Regions from separate parts of the Sus scrofa genome. Here all the other regions are linked to region 1. The links are chromatin contacts, called in public Hi-C and HiChIP or PLAC-seq maps. All regions are on one chromosome and are shown on one strand. The core of a region is the stretch at or near the end of the contact, and the rest is flanking DNA. Distances in the headings are between cores, read along the strand shown.

Region 1 (2,679 bases), core at 124-2,623:
TTGAAAGATGGAAAGGGACTTAAGACCACAGCCAATGGCATACTGAACAACTGTTACACTAAAAACTGCATCACACCTCAAACTCTTAGAAACCATAAAACAGGAAATTAAGATTAAGTATCAAGTGTAGTCATTCATCTAACATCTGGCATACCCTTTCAGGACTACACCAAGCAAATCCATACTTCCTACCTTTTCGTACTTCTCCTTCAGCTTAGCAGCCTTCTTTTCATAAGGCTGCTTGTCATCTGCAGCGGTGTTATTCCACATCTCTCCCAGTTTCTTTGCAACATCACCAATGGATAGGCCAGGATGCTCTCCTTTGATTTTTGGACGATACTCAGAACAAAACAAGAAAAAGGCCGAACTAAAAAGAGAAATTCAATTTTAAAACTACGAGTTTCAAACAAGTACATTGTATTGCTATGTAGAAGTTGCTTCTAATTTTTTACCATGCATTTGACAGGGTACAAATATCATAACAGGTTAAATACACCTCATAACCAAAGCTTAATTACATAATTAACTTATGATACTAAGTGAACATATACTATTGATTATTGCTAAGAGTTCCAAAAGAACATTCTGAACATTATTTCAGTTGGATATTCCTCAAGAAATAAAAGAATGAGACCAGAATTACATTCAGATATATTGGGTGAAGAAAGCCAGTATCTAATTGCACTACTCTGGCTAAAACGGGCCATCCAAGTTTTATTTACAGTATTTAAATATACCAATAAGAAAATATCAGCTACGAAACTCTCATTACAGGCTCCAAATCCACAAGGTGACTTGCTAAATTTGTCTGATTCTACCACACAACGCTTCTTGAAAATAAAAACAGGCAAGTTACTTACGGAGGCCTCTTGGGTGCATTGGGATCCTTGAACTTCTTTTTTGTCTCCCCTTTAGGAGGTATGTAAGTTTTCATTTCTCTTTCATAACGGGCCTTGTCCGCCTTTGCCATGTCTTCAAATTTTCCTTTCTCTTTAGCAGACATGGTCTACAGAAAAAACAAATTGGTAAACTTAAGTTGATAATGAAATTTTAATAAAATGTCCTAAGTATTAAAATGAATTAAACCAGTGTCCTTGACTATTTAGTAGCCTGCTCTATCACCACTGGCATTATGCAAATTGTACTGAGGCTTTTAAAAAAAAATTCCAGTTAGACTTCACTCTTTATTACCTTAGTTGGTCTTAAGCCCTCTTACCTTCCACCTTTCTGAGCACTTCTTAGAAAACTCTGAGAAGTTGACTGAAGCATCTGGGTGCTTCTTCTTATGCTCCTCCCGGCAAGTTTGCACAAAGAATGCATATGATGACATTTTGCCTCTTGGCTTCTTAGGATCTCCTTTGCCCATGTTTAATTATTTTTCTAAAAAAAAATTTAAATATTGGTGTTAAGAATGAAATTTATGGTACCTAAGAGCATTTTCACTTGGGGAGTGAATGAAAAAAAAGCAAGGCACTGGTTATTTAATACAGCAATGGCATTAACCCCTCATAATATCAAGCAAGAAAATGGCAGTGATAGCCAATTCCTAGAAAAGGCCACACCAAGCAAAAAACGGTTCTTCAGTGTGATCTGAAAAAAAGTATAGACACAAGGGTATACTCATACAGCATTTATTACTTGTCTGCCTAAATCTGTTCTGGACGAATACCCAACCAGTCACTAAAAAAAAAAATTTAAAGGTAAAAAAACGATTTTAAAAATCAAACAAAACTGAAGGTCAGAAAAGTAATGCTTCCGATACATGGATCTGCACCACGTAAGGAATAAATAGGTAAGAGCCAACGTGAGTAGACCTTTCCAAATCACGGGCCAAAATCACCGCCCATCTAAAGTTTTCCCAAGGATTACTTTAAAATATTCTCTGGCACAAAACTTTGCTAGGAGGAGGGAGCAAGGGGAAGCTCCGGCGCTCGGACCCAGGCTGGGGGTGGCGGTGCTATTTGCGCGGCTGCCACCGCCAGGCAGCTTCCTATCGCTTTGGCCCCGAGATGTATTTCAGTTCTGACTAAACACGTCCGGTCTGAAGTTTCTTCGAGTAAACAAGGATGAGGGACAAAAGCCACTCCTGCTCACAGCTCGCTCCCCCCCCACCACCAGGGGAGTGTTTTTTTAAAGCCGTGAAAGTTGGGGCGCGCGCGGGGCGGGCTCTGCACACCTTCCCGCCACTGGGGCCCCCCGCCCGCCAACTTCGGGGCAGCGAGGGGAGGCCGCCCGGGGCGGCGGGGCCTCGGCCCGGCCTCCAGGCCGGCGCCGCGCGCGGGGCCGCCACGTGCGCCCGCCCGCCTCCCCGCGCAGGCCCGCCGGCCTCCCCCATTTTGTCAGCTCGGCGGAGGGAGCAGCCCCGCTCGAAATGGGGGCTGGCTCCGCCCGCGGCCGCCGGGCCCGGCGCGCACGGAATGGCCGCTGCGCGTCTTCCCCGCCTGCGCCGCCGCCGCCGCCGCGAGGGCGAGCGCGAGCGAGAATATGGCTCCTTCCCTTTGTGTGTGTGTGTGTATGTGTGTGAGCGTGTGAGTGTGTGTGTGAGTGCGAGCAGGCGGGCGGGGTGCGCGCCGCGCTCTGGCGCACACACTCGGCCATGACGGCCGGGGGGAGGGGCGGGGGGCGCGCGCCGGACCCTCCCCCTCCCCCCGTCGCGGGGGGGGGGGCGCCCCGGGAGGC
Region 2 (2,679 bases), core at 108-2,607, 450 kb after region 1:
GAAGGTAGCCTTAAAGAGTTCATGTTGCCATCTAGCAAAGTGATGAGTTGTGCTCCAGAGGGAAATAAGTTCAGAAGCATTGGCTGTGCCTGTCTCACCTAACATCGCCTCACCATCCTTCATCGGCTTTCAGAGTCTTCACAGTTTGGAATCAGGGATGAGCATAAGGGAAGCTACACTGGCAACATGGCGACAAAAGCAAGGGAAACTCAGTTCATCATCATCATATCACAAAGGCTGTCTCCACGAGCGACTTTCCTTGGGCTTCTTCTTTTGTTGCATCTAGCCCAGGCTTGTGCACTTGAAGATCATTTGATAATATTCATCAGTGTTATGTTCAGCATGCTAACCGGTTTCTTAAGAAGGGCAGTAATCTCCTTTTATACCCTTCTGAGCTATTTGCTCTTAACAAGAACTTGAAAGATTTGTAATCATCTCAAGAGTTCAGCGACTTCATTGCTCTGACCTCTTGGCATATCTGCTGCTAGAATATTATTGATACTAGAATAACTCCCTTTCCATCATCATAAAGACTCTTGCCATAAAGATCTCCATCAATAAAGTCAAGGTCAACTGTGTCCAAAGGCATCCTTTGTGTGTGTGGATTAGCTTTGCATCCAGGCGTCTAGAATGATGCTAATTAGATGCCATCCCTGAGAGAACTAAAAAATAGCCCTTCAAATCATTTTCTGTGCTTAGTGGTACAGATGAGGAAACTGGGAAGAGATGGTTGCATAAGTGCTATTTTGGAGTTCCCACGGTGGTGCAGCAGACTAAGGATTGGCATTGTCTGTGCAGCAGTGGCTCAGGCCACTGTGCAGTAGGTTAAGGATCTGGTGTTGCCGCAGCTGTGGCATAGGTTGCAGCTGTGTCTTGGATTTGATCCCTGGCCCCAAGAACTTCCATATGCTGCAGTTGCAGCAAAAAGAAAAAAAGAAAAAAAAAAAGCGGTACGTGGATGAGATTGGCATGGAGGTAATGCTATATTCCACCCCCCCACCCAGGACATCCCTGTTCATTTAAGTATTTCAGGCTGATTATAGGGTAGATGTAGTGCTGATAATTGGGAACTTCCAAGAGAGAAAAATGTTGGTGGAATAGCTTCGGTGTATCAGCCTAGAGAAGAACTCAAATTTTTCCATTTCTGTGTAGATCAGAAACCGCAGTAGCTGAAGTACTTCAGAGTTTTTCTTAAGCAAACTGTAGTTTTCCGTGGAATGTCACAGGAAGTGCTGCTGGTGATTCATCAGGTTAAACTTTTCCTCCTTAGCAAAAAATGAAGCTGCTGTCCAGTGTGGAGGTCCAGTGTGGAGGTCCAGAGAGTTCTGGGGTGGAGGGGTAGGGGAAGGGGAAGTGGGGAGGAGGAAGCAGCCTTGTTTACTGACCAGTCAGAACATTCCAGCTGTGACCTTGAATGGCTTCTCAGAACACAGTGAAAGCTTCAACCCATGGAAACTTTCAATCCAATAATAAAAATTAAATAGGCTTGGGAGTTCCTGTTGTGGCTCAGCGGGTTACCAACCCAACTATTATCCATGAGGATCTGGTTCCAACCCTGGCCTTCCTCAGTAGGTTATGGATCCTGAATTGCTGTGAGCTGTGGTGGAGGTCACAGAAGAGGCTCGTATCCCATGTTGCTGTGGCTGTGGTGTGGGCCAGCGCCTACAGCTTGGATTAGACCCATAGCCTGGGGACTTCCATATGCTGCAGGTTTGGCCCTAAAAAGCAATAAAAAGAAGAAGAAGTAGGCTTGGGGTATAACTCATTGGAGAAAAATAGGTCAATAGAACTGCCTCCCTATAAGTCCCCATTCCAGCCCAGTGAAGCTCTGTGGCTGCCTGTTGCATGAAAGTTGGGCAAAACGCTCATCAAGTGCCTGAGCTAGTTTAAGTCAGTCAGTCAGCATGTCTCATAGACCTCGAGGCCCCAGAACTGAGTGGTCCTCTGTCTACCCCTGGCCTCCTCAGCCAGCATCTTTGAGCTGTCATCTCTAAAGAGCTACTAGGGCCAGGACTGAATTAAATGCTAGGGACAGGAATAAGGAAAAACAGAGTGGAGTTGTAGGCAGAAGCTAAGAGTATTCTTTCGTCCATCTTGGAAATTTGACAACCTAACTAGAAAAATCAAGACAAAATACATGGGAAAAGTTTTAAAAGTGCATATAAAGAAGGCAAATAGAACACAACCAATATTTCTGCTTTCTGACCTCATCCCAGTGCTTCCTCCTACTAAGAGCACCTTCCCTCGTACACAAGGGAGGTGGGGGAAGTGATACAGCAAGCAGACCTGCACAGGGAGAGCCCCATCCAGCTGGCTGTCATTCAGCTGAGACGCTGGCTTTCCTTGAGGCTGCACGCACGCCATGCTGCCGCATCCTCTCCAGCTGATCTCCGGCCAAGCGGCCTCATTGGTGGTACCGAGCATGTTTTATGTAAGAGTTTCAAAGCTGCTGCTGCTGCTGCTGCTGCTGCTGCTTCTGCAGTAACTATAACCTGGCCTTTCATGTCTCGGTCTAGACAGATGCAGGATTGAATAAAGAATCCCTCCAAGCCCTGTGTCACATTGGCCATCTGGAACGTAGCCGGCCACTCATTTAGCAAATCGCTCTTTTTAAATGCAGCTGCTGTGTCTCAGCGTTTTTGCTACCAAGACAGATCGCATGATTCTTCTGCCTTCGTT
Region 3 (2,679 bases), core at 86-2,585, 440 kb before region 1:
AAAAGTCCAATGATGTAATACTACTAAATACTCGGTACGAAGAGTCCTGGCACATTCATTACAAGTGGCAAAATCGAGTCAGCCTAGATTTGTGACAATTCCAAAACGTGTTCATATTTCTGCCTGCCATCCTTGTTCACCCAGACGTTTCAGAAAGCTCACAGCAAATCCTAATCGAGTCTTCCCTCGACCGGATACTGCGGCTGTGCTCTTGGAAATAGCAAGCTAGTACCCACTGCATTAACCACCCGTGTCACCGAGCCAAGATCCCCGTTTTCCTGGCCACCTCGGTATCTGTAGGGACATCCGTCCTCAGCGCTGCCCACGGCCACTGACGTTTTCAGAAGCTCCAAGACACCAGTGCTCAGAGACTGCTAGCAAAGAGGAAGAGCTCTTCGCCACTTCGAGCCACCTTGCTACATTTTCCCAACTTCTCCATCGTCTTTAATCATGTAGAAAACACAGCCCGACGAGAAAAACCGTATTAGAAGCAGTACTTCCCACACGAGGGCCAGCAGAACCCCCAACTTGGCCAAAGCCACGTCCCCGCACCGCGGCTTTTCAACCGTCCCCCGCCAGCAACCTTCACCCCACGCCTGCAGCCTTTCCGATTAAAAAAGATTGGAAACCACAAGTAAATCAAAGGGTGTCGTAACTCTTATCCTTCACTTACCATATCCGCCGGGACATTACTGGACATCTTGCCGTTTGAGATAGACCCAGATACTGGCGAAGAAAAAAAAAAAAAAAATCAAAAAAGACGAACCAAAAAGAGAAGTCTTCGGGCTACGGAAATCAACCTTCGGGATCCTGAACGGTTCGAGCTGTGCTTTCCAAAAAAAAATAAGTTCTCTCGGAGCCCAAGTGCCGGCCTGGCCGAGGTTCCGAGCGAAGAGGAACAGTCGCCGGGAGCCGAGCGGCCGGAGCGGGAGGGAACTCTCGGGGTGGCAGCGGCAGCCCCGCCGCCGTCGTCGTCGTCAGCAGCCGCCGCAGCAACAGCAGCCGCCCCAGGACCGGCCGCGCCAGGTGGACCGAGCCGAGTGACACACGGACATGGAGCGGGGTGGGAGGGGGTTAAATCGCCTGCCTCCTCTCCCAGCCCGGCAGTGATTCACACTTGCTCCCGAGTCAAGTCCTCATTAAGCAGGAGGCGAATGCCCCGGCGCCGAGGTACACAGATAACTATGTGGCTACACATGGACGCGTCCCCCGGCGGGCGGCGCGGGGAAACAGCTCAGCTCGCGCGGCCGGGGCTGCGAGCCGGGCCGCGGAAACCCGCGCTCAAGGGCATTTAACTCGTTGGGAGCCGCAGCGCAAGCCCGGGCCGGGCAGCCGAGCGGCGAACCGGGGGCGCGGGGAGATGAGGCGGGCTGGAGACCCCACGGCCCGTCGGGGCTCAGGCCGCGGGCGCCTCGGGGCAGCCGCGGGGCTCGGGGCGCATCGCCTCCGGCTTCTCGGCGCTCCTCTGCCGCCTCCGCCTCCCCCGTCTCCGCCTTCCCCTCCCCTCCCCGGCCTCGCGAGCTCCCCGCGACGCCGACTTCGGCTGGTCCCCGGAAGAGGCCGGGTCCTTCCTCTCAGCCCGGGAAGGGTTTCCTCTCAGAGCTCTGTCTCTCCGCCTCCTCCTCCACTTTTCAGTCCCCGGCGCCGCAGCCGCCCCCAGTCATCGGCCCTCAAGCCAACATGGCGGCGGCGGCGGCGGCGGCTGCCCGAGCGCGAGTCTGCGACTCGGAGAAAGCACGGGCCCCCTTCGCGGCCGCCGCCCCCGCCCTGGCCCTCACGCTCCCTCTCCCCCTCCCGCTCCGCGGACACTAAGTGCGTCACCACCAAGACCACCCTCGAGCATCACGGGAAGTGTAGTCTACGCGCTGAGGCCCCCGAACGCCTCCTCGCGGGACTCCGAAGCCACGCCTCTCTTAGCAACAGTTGCTAGGAGAGGAAAGCTCGCTTTAGCCGAGCGACTGCGCACGAGCTAGGTGATACCTGCTACTGGGAGTGCTGTGATCCTGCAAATTATTGGGGGAAAATCACTCTGCACAGAGAAATTCCTTCATGCACACTACACATGCAGAGTTAAAATATGGTTTACCTCCAAGCGGAATCATTCATTTTAACGACAGTACGCTCTCCACATCCTGCAATCTCAAAGCATTCTGTATAGTGATTTCATCTTGGTCTCTCCTCAACCAGACATTTGGAAGATCAGAAGCAATCATTGATTTCCAATAAGGTCATAGAAGTTCAACAACAGTAAGGATATCATTAAGCAGGGAGAATGTTTGAACATTGTTTCTTGAAGACCCAGGGCCATAAAGCTACAATCTAGTTAATTGAAATTACCAAAAACTGTATTAGATACAACAATATATGAACCCAAAACTGTATTACAAACAGTAGTTTCTAATCTCTATCAGGAAATAGCTACTACGAACCACATGGGGCTTACCAGGCTAGCCCTGAAATGCTATTTCAATTCAAAATGTAATTGAAAACGTCTACACCTGCCCGTGGTTAGCAAACAGCACAAAATAATACCATTTGTGAGAGAGCTAGATGCAGACAAGATCTCCCCCAGATTTAGGAACAGAACGCAGAGACCACAAATGTCTATCTGACTCTCCACTTACATCTCTCAGTGCTCCGAGTATTTTAGGCAGGGTTGCCTCAATAAGACACCTGTAC
Region 4 (2,679 bases), core at 96-2,595, 280 kb after region 1:
AAAAAATTTAACAGCGTAACTGCCAAATCAACAATCATTTATGCACGAAACATTTAATGAGCACCTGCTATGTCTAGGCCCTATGCTAGCTGCTGGGTGTGCCAGAGAAAATAAGTCAAGACAGAATGCCTGTCCTGAAGGAAATTACAATTATAATCTAGGTGTGGGAGATGGAGACAAAAATGAATACATAAAACAATAAGTGAAACAACTGTGAGTTGTATCTGGGGCTTTGAAGGACCCCAAAAGTCTGAAACACAACAACCGTGGGCAAGTGTAAGGGAGAGGGAGCGCTCCCCTAGGGCCCAAGGGAAGGGAAAGGTGGGCTACAGCCTGAGCATGGTGAACGGCAGGACTGGGAGGGCAAGAAAGTTGTGGAGGAGGGACCTCAAACATTCCAGGCGGAGGGTGCAGCATGTGCAAAGTCCTGGGGCTGCAGCTGTACATGTTTGAGCAGCCGAATAGAGAGCACTCTGAGACTAGGTGGGGGCTGTGGGAAAGTGGCATAAAATGAGGGAGAAAAAAAGAGGCCAAACTGAGCAGGCCCTGGGCCATGGTGAGAATTTTGTCTTTTATTCTCATTTCAGCTTCTCACTGCTGCCTGGCCTTTCTGTTTAAAAGGGCCCAACTCCAGCTTCATCCAGGATACTCTGGAACTTTTACAGATGGCCTCCCTCCAGCCTCCCCCTGAGTGGGTGGCCGTCTGCTCCAGGCTGAGCCCAGCCCAGTGGGGCCTTCAACCGCTTCACCTCCTCCAACCTCGGCACCAGACACGCTGCAGGGCTTCCGGCCACATTAAAGGCCGGAGCCAGGCTTGTGGGGAAGTGGACCTGATCATGGCTGCTGGAGGTTTCCATCCTCTGACCTGGAGGAGCAGAGTCAGCCCACTGCTGCCAGAGAGCCAGCATCAGGGGGAGTAACCTACTGGGGAAACTGGTCAGGGAACAGAACGACCTGGTGCGCAGCCGTTTGGGGCTGAAACTGCCTGCCCCGGGTGCCAGCGAGGGGGTGGGGTCAATGCCGCTTGTGACCGGGCCAGCCTGACCCACTCTCTGACACCAGCAGGCAGTAGCCAAGCTCTGCCCCAAGGAGCAGTGACAGAGCAGTCGAAACAGTCTTTGTCACACAAGCCGCATCGCTTCCAACAGACGACGCCAGCCACCGGGCAGCCGCGGTGGCTCCATCAGCAGCTCCTTCCACCGGTTTCCTCTCCCACCCAGCTAATTCCCCCGAGACCCCAGCCTGAGGACTGATGTGTCACGAGAACCAACCCCCAGGGACGTCTGCAGAGTGGGCTGCGTGGAGCCAAGGCTGGAGTCCAAGGCCCTGTTTCCTAGTGGGTCCGTTGCCCAGTGGTTAACCTGACGTCAGCAGAAATTCTCTGCGGAGGTCCTGGGCTGCACTAGCACGCACCACTGGATTCAGAATCACCAGGAGTGGGTCTGCACTGTCAGGCTTTCATGAGAGCCCCACCCAGCTGTAAAGGTACAGCTGTCACTGTCAAGAAAACTGTAAGTAGCTTTAATATACAGTTTCATTTGCTTGACTAACAGCCGGGCGCAGATCATCAAAGAATGGCTTGGGGTGGAGAATTTCATATGAGAATCCAGCTGGGGCTGCCAAGCCATGTATGTGCTAATGTTGCAATTTCCATCCTGCACTTGAGGTCAAGATTAATTCAGTGAAAAATGTTATTTCATAGTGTAGCAGACATCTTCTGAGTTGAAGAGCAGGAGGGATCCAGGAGTTTAGGTGAGGCAGGGGGTGTGTTTTGCTGAATGGTAAAAGGAGGGAATTCTTTGAAAATTCCATGGACAACCATTATTTTCCTTGGCCTCAACATTCAACTCTGCCATCACAGCACAAAAGCAGCCCCAGATGAACCAGATGGTTCATCAATGATGTTGCTAGGTTCTAGTAGAATTTGATTTGTGGACACTTAACACTTGAGTTTCATATGATTTCACGTGTTACAAAATCTTCTTTTTATTTTTTTTCTACCATTTAAAAAATGTAAAAGTAACTCTTAGTTCATAAGCAGTGCAAAAATAACTGGTGGGCTAAATCTGGCTCCCAGGCCATAGTTTTCTGACCCTGCGAATCAAGGATTTCCTCTCTCCATCACCCAGTTTCAACCAAAATCAACTCATGGTAGATCTTGTTTCATCTCGCCCCCTATTCTTTCTCCTTCCCCCGGATTCTTGGAAGCAAGTGGTAATCAACAAATTATTTCATCCGTATTCATATTTCAGTATTGATCTCCAAAAGAAGACTCTAATTTTAGGCGTAAAAGTGCAATATCATGTTCATAACTAAAAATATATATCATAAAATATCCAGTTAGTATTCAGTGTTTCCAGCTGTCTTATCAATGGTCATCATGTTTTGAGTGCCCCCCCTGCCCCCCAGTTTGTCTGAATCCAGATCTTAACAAGGTTTCTCTATTGCAATTGCTCAATAGGTCTCCTGAGTCTTTCTCTCTTTTTTAAATCAAAGTACTACTTTATTAAATGAGTTATTTTACACAATATGAACATCAATATAATTACAATTGTAAAAAAAATTTTATGACAAGGATGGACTGATTTTCAGATTTCCAAATCAGAGTTAACTGTACATTTACACAGAATGGTCTTTGCATGAGGCCCAAAAGGGAACCCCAGAAAAATGAGTGTTTCT
Region 5 (2,679 bases), core at 60-2,559, 260 kb before region 1:
TTATAGCTGCTCAGCTTAGAAGGACTTTAAAGACTAAATTAGTCCAACCCTCCAAAAATTCATGTCTCTTTTACAAACAGACCACCTTCTGTGTTTGAGTCTGGGAGCCCTAAGGGGGCCTGCCCATCTTTAAGGAGTTTTTGTTGTTGTTTTTGAGGTCTGTGGGCACATGGAAATTCCCAGGCTAGAGGTTGAATCAAAGCTACAGCTGCCGACCCACACCACAGCCACAGTAATGCCAGATCCAAGCTGCATCTGTGACCTACACTGCAGCTTGTGGCAACGCCGAATCCCCAAGCCGCTGAGCAAGTCCAGGGATCGAACCTGCATCCACATGGATATAGCTGGGTTCTTAACCTGCTGAGCTACAATGGGAAGCCCTGGGTATCTTTTATAGTTTAAATTATTTAACATGATCGGGATAAAACCAGACATTAACAGCCTTGATCCGAGCTCTGGACCTGGGCATGAGGAATAAGTCAAGGTTGTCAGAGGCATGGGAGCCGTCAGGCCATGCCAGCCACGCAGGCCCAGACCAAAAGCCAAGTTTTACCAGAAGACTCAAGTTTAACCAAATCCAGCCACAAATAGCAATGCTCACGCCTTCCTGTTAAATATCAGTGATTAATAAATTCATTCACTTGTGTGTTAAAGAGGAGACGGGCCCCCTCCAGGGATAATTATTTCTATGTTACATTGAAATAAATGATCAGTTCTAAACCTATGGAACCCTGGTGCTGCGTCTGAGTTCTGAGAATTTGGTAATTATTTTCTGTCTCCTCTCCTATAATTGTTAACCTTTTTCTTGTCTTCTGAGATGAAATTTTATCCAACACATAGAGTAAGCTTTCAAGAGACATTCAGCGTCCACAGTTGGAATTTCGGCAGGCATGGGAGAGGACCGGCACTAGGGAAGAAAATGAATAAAGGAGAAAAGGGGAGAGGGAAAACCGCAGCTTTTAACATTTCAAGGATTGCCCACTTTCTCTGGGGGAGTCGAGGGCGGCAGCTCCTGTTTCTCCAAGGCAGTGTGTGGCATTACCACGTGTGACCAGCAGAGGGCGGCTTCTCCTCGTTTAAGGCAGAGAGCTCGGCACCTGGAGCTGCTGTTTTCCGGAGGAAGCAGATTTAAAAGAGCTTGGCTAAGCAGAGATCGTACCACCACCAACTGCAAACACATCTCTTAGCCTTTGCCTCTGTTGAAAAGGCAAGAAAAGGCTGGTGAAGAAACAAACGGCTTGTCAAGGTCATCAGCACACACGCACCTTCATCATCCGGCTCTGGCTGAATCAAGCTCAGGGCAGACTGAGGTTTGGAGGTGGGGCTCGGTGTGAGGACCGCAAGGAGGGTCCAGACCCGCCCTGATCGAGGGAGATCGGTGTTTGGGAGGGGGTCCGAGGTCCAAGGACGAGCAAGAGTTGCCCAGAGGCTGATCAGAGAGCCTTGTGTGGGGGGGGAATCGAGTCCCCTGCCCCTCCTTGGGTGAGCCAGGCTAGGGCGGGACCCCTGTGACCTCTCCTCCCAGCCCCACCCCCACCAGTCTCCCCTCCCATCCCTTCCCCTGGATTTCTGCTTTTCCCTGACTGTCCCCCTCAAGTCCTCGCTGCCACCAGAGCCTTTTTAATAGAGCAGTGGGTGCGGCTTCCTGGGTTCCCTTCCCTCCTCTGTCCTTCTGTCCTGTAGTTACTTTCCACTCGGCGGTGTTTGCCATCCACTCCTGAAGCTGATGGGCATGGTATGTGTGACTGTCCCCAGTCCAGGCCACAGCCCAGCCAGAGGGGGCTCTCTGGTTGGTGTGGGGGGGGGCGGCGGCGTCTGTGTCCTGAATGTCCCGGGATCCCTGGGACTTCTGGAAACCAAAGAGGTCCATTAACTTCCTCAGCAGCAAGGGATGCAGCTGGACTCAGACCTTTTCTCAGCTTCAGATCTCACCACCCGATTCCATCGCTGGTGGATGACTTATATAGTGTCTTAGGTTGACTTGTCCTTTTGTAACTAAACCACCAAAGGAAGAGTGGGGGCAAAAGAGGAAGTGGTACCAGGGTTATTATGAAGCCAGGACTCTAAAACTAGCTTCTGTAAAGAGCAGCAGACTCGATTGTGGTTTCTGTTTATCTTGCAGAAGCCGCAGCGAATGACCCTGGGGGTAGGGCTTCTGCAGCACCTCAGGTTCCCCCGGGGAACCTCAGCAGCAGCAGAGAGGGCTAAAGGTCAAAGGTCACACGGTAAGGCTATTTTAAAATAGTGATCACAGATACTTCAGTGACCGCCCCAGGAAACCAGTCACTGCCTCCCCCCCTCCCCTTCAGATCTTACTGAAATAGGAAGAGTTTCCGCAGCATTTCTAGGTGCCACCTCCTGTGCTTTGTGCTTTACTGGTATCATTTTATTGAATCGCCACAACTCGGTATGATTCCCCACTTTACAGCCTAAGAAACGAAGGCTTTACGAGGTTAAATACCTTCCCAAGATGTGCACGGCTGGCACGTTGCAGAAGCTGCATTTAAACCCGGATTTAAGTGTCTTCCCGCCGTGGTCTGAACCGCTAGGCTTGACCGCTTCAGCTGGGAAGCCACGGTTCAGTGAAAACGAATGCGCGCCCGGCCAAGCAGAAACAGTGGCCTCATCCGCAGGGTCCTCAAGCCTGAAAGTGGCTCCTGGACGAAGACACCCGCCATC

The links. Hi-C and Micro-C count contacts between places; a contact is called where the count stands out from the background. HiChIP or PLAC-seq counts read pairs in DNA pulled down with a chosen protein or histone mark.
Region 2: a contact with region 1 is called in a Hi-C map of fetal skeletal muscle, with 3 times the contacts expected there. The contact joins the enhancer-like site here to the promoter of HMGB1 in region 1. A contact is called at or near these places in 6 of 47 Hi-C or Micro-C datasets (embryonic fibroblasts, fetal skeletal muscle, liver and 3 more) and 1 of 2 datasets of contacts at active chromatin or transcription factors (alveolar macrophages).
Region 3: a contact with region 1 is called in an H3K27ac HiChIP or PLAC-seq map of alveolar macrophages. The contact joins the promoter of LOC102165571 here to the promoter of HMGB1 in region 1. A contact is called at or near these places in 4 of 47 Hi-C or Micro-C datasets (embryonic fibroblasts, heart right ventricle, mesenteric adipose tissue and 1 more) and 2 of 2 datasets of contacts at active chromatin or transcription factors (alveolar macrophages and skeletal muscle).
Region 4: a contact with region 1 is called in an H3K27ac HiChIP or PLAC-seq map of skeletal muscle, with 3 times the contacts expected there. The contact joins the enhancer-like site here to the promoter of HMGB1 in region 1. A contact is called at or near these places in 6 of 47 Hi-C or Micro-C datasets (embryonic fibroblasts, fetal skeletal muscle, heart right ventricle and 2 more) and 2 of 2 datasets of contacts at active chromatin or transcription factors (alveolar macrophages and skeletal muscle).
Region 5: a Hi-C map of alveolar macrophages shows a contact between it and region 1, with 2.9 times the contacts expected there. The contact joins the enhancer-like site here to the promoter of HMGB1 in region 1. A contact is called at or near these places in 1 of 5 promoter capture datasets (liver), 20 of 47 Hi-C or Micro-C datasets (adipose tissue, alveolar macrophages, brain and 13 more) and 2 of 2 datasets of contacts at active chromatin or transcription factors (alveolar macrophages and skeletal muscle).

What each region holds. Positions count from the first base shown.
Region 1 is chr11:7,198,150-7,200,828 of Sscrofa11.1, forward strand. HMGB1 (high mobility group box 1) reads right to left here and starts at 1,374. Exons shown (of 4, transcript NM_001004034.1): 1 at 1,217-1,374; 2 at 861-1,006; 3 at 193-367. The coding sequence starts at 1,366.
Region 2 is chr11:7,643,839-7,646,517 of Sscrofa11.1, forward strand. All of the region lies in intron 9 of LOC102159067, which reads left to right. Among named protein-coding and RNA genes, the nearest start is that of TEX26, 73 kb to the left of the region's middle. Within about 2 kb of position 1,358, at least 16 of the 83 cell types and tissues checked have an H3K27ac peak or open chromatin away from gene starts, as enhancers often do. A contact at or near this core is called in fetal skeletal muscle and liver, where this site is marked.
Region 3 is chr11:6,761,809-6,764,487 of Sscrofa11.1, forward strand. It overlaps LOC102165571 (formin-like protein 3), which reads left to right and starts at 1,336. Exons shown (of 2, transcript XM_005668309.3): 1 at 1,336-2,679. The coding sequence starts at 1,361. The coding sequence ends at 1,930. UBL3 (ubiquitin-like protein 3) reads right to left here and starts at 1,804. Exons shown (of 5, transcript XM_003130919.4): 1 at 674-1,804. The coding sequence starts at 700.
Region 4 is chr11:7,473,331-7,476,009 of Sscrofa11.1, forward strand. No RefSeq gene overlaps it. Among named protein-coding and RNA genes, the nearest start is that of ALOX5AP, 63 kb to the left of the region's middle. Within about 2 kb of position 1,346, at least 17 of the 83 cell types and tissues checked have an H3K27ac peak or open chromatin away from gene starts, as enhancers often do. A contact at or near this core is called in fetal skeletal muscle, omental adipose tissue and skeletal muscle, where this site is marked.
Region 5 is chr11:6,942,067-6,944,745 of Sscrofa11.1, forward strand. The region is part of intron 2 of LOC106505250 (a long non-coding RNA gene); the gene reads right to left. Among named protein-coding and RNA genes, the nearest start is that of KATNAL1, 120 kb to the right of the region's middle. Within about 2 kb of position 1,310, at least 31 of the 83 cell types and tissues checked have an H3K27ac peak or open chromatin away from gene starts, as enhancers often do. A contact at or near this core is called in adipose tissue, alveolar macrophages, omental adipose tissue and 1 more, where this site is marked.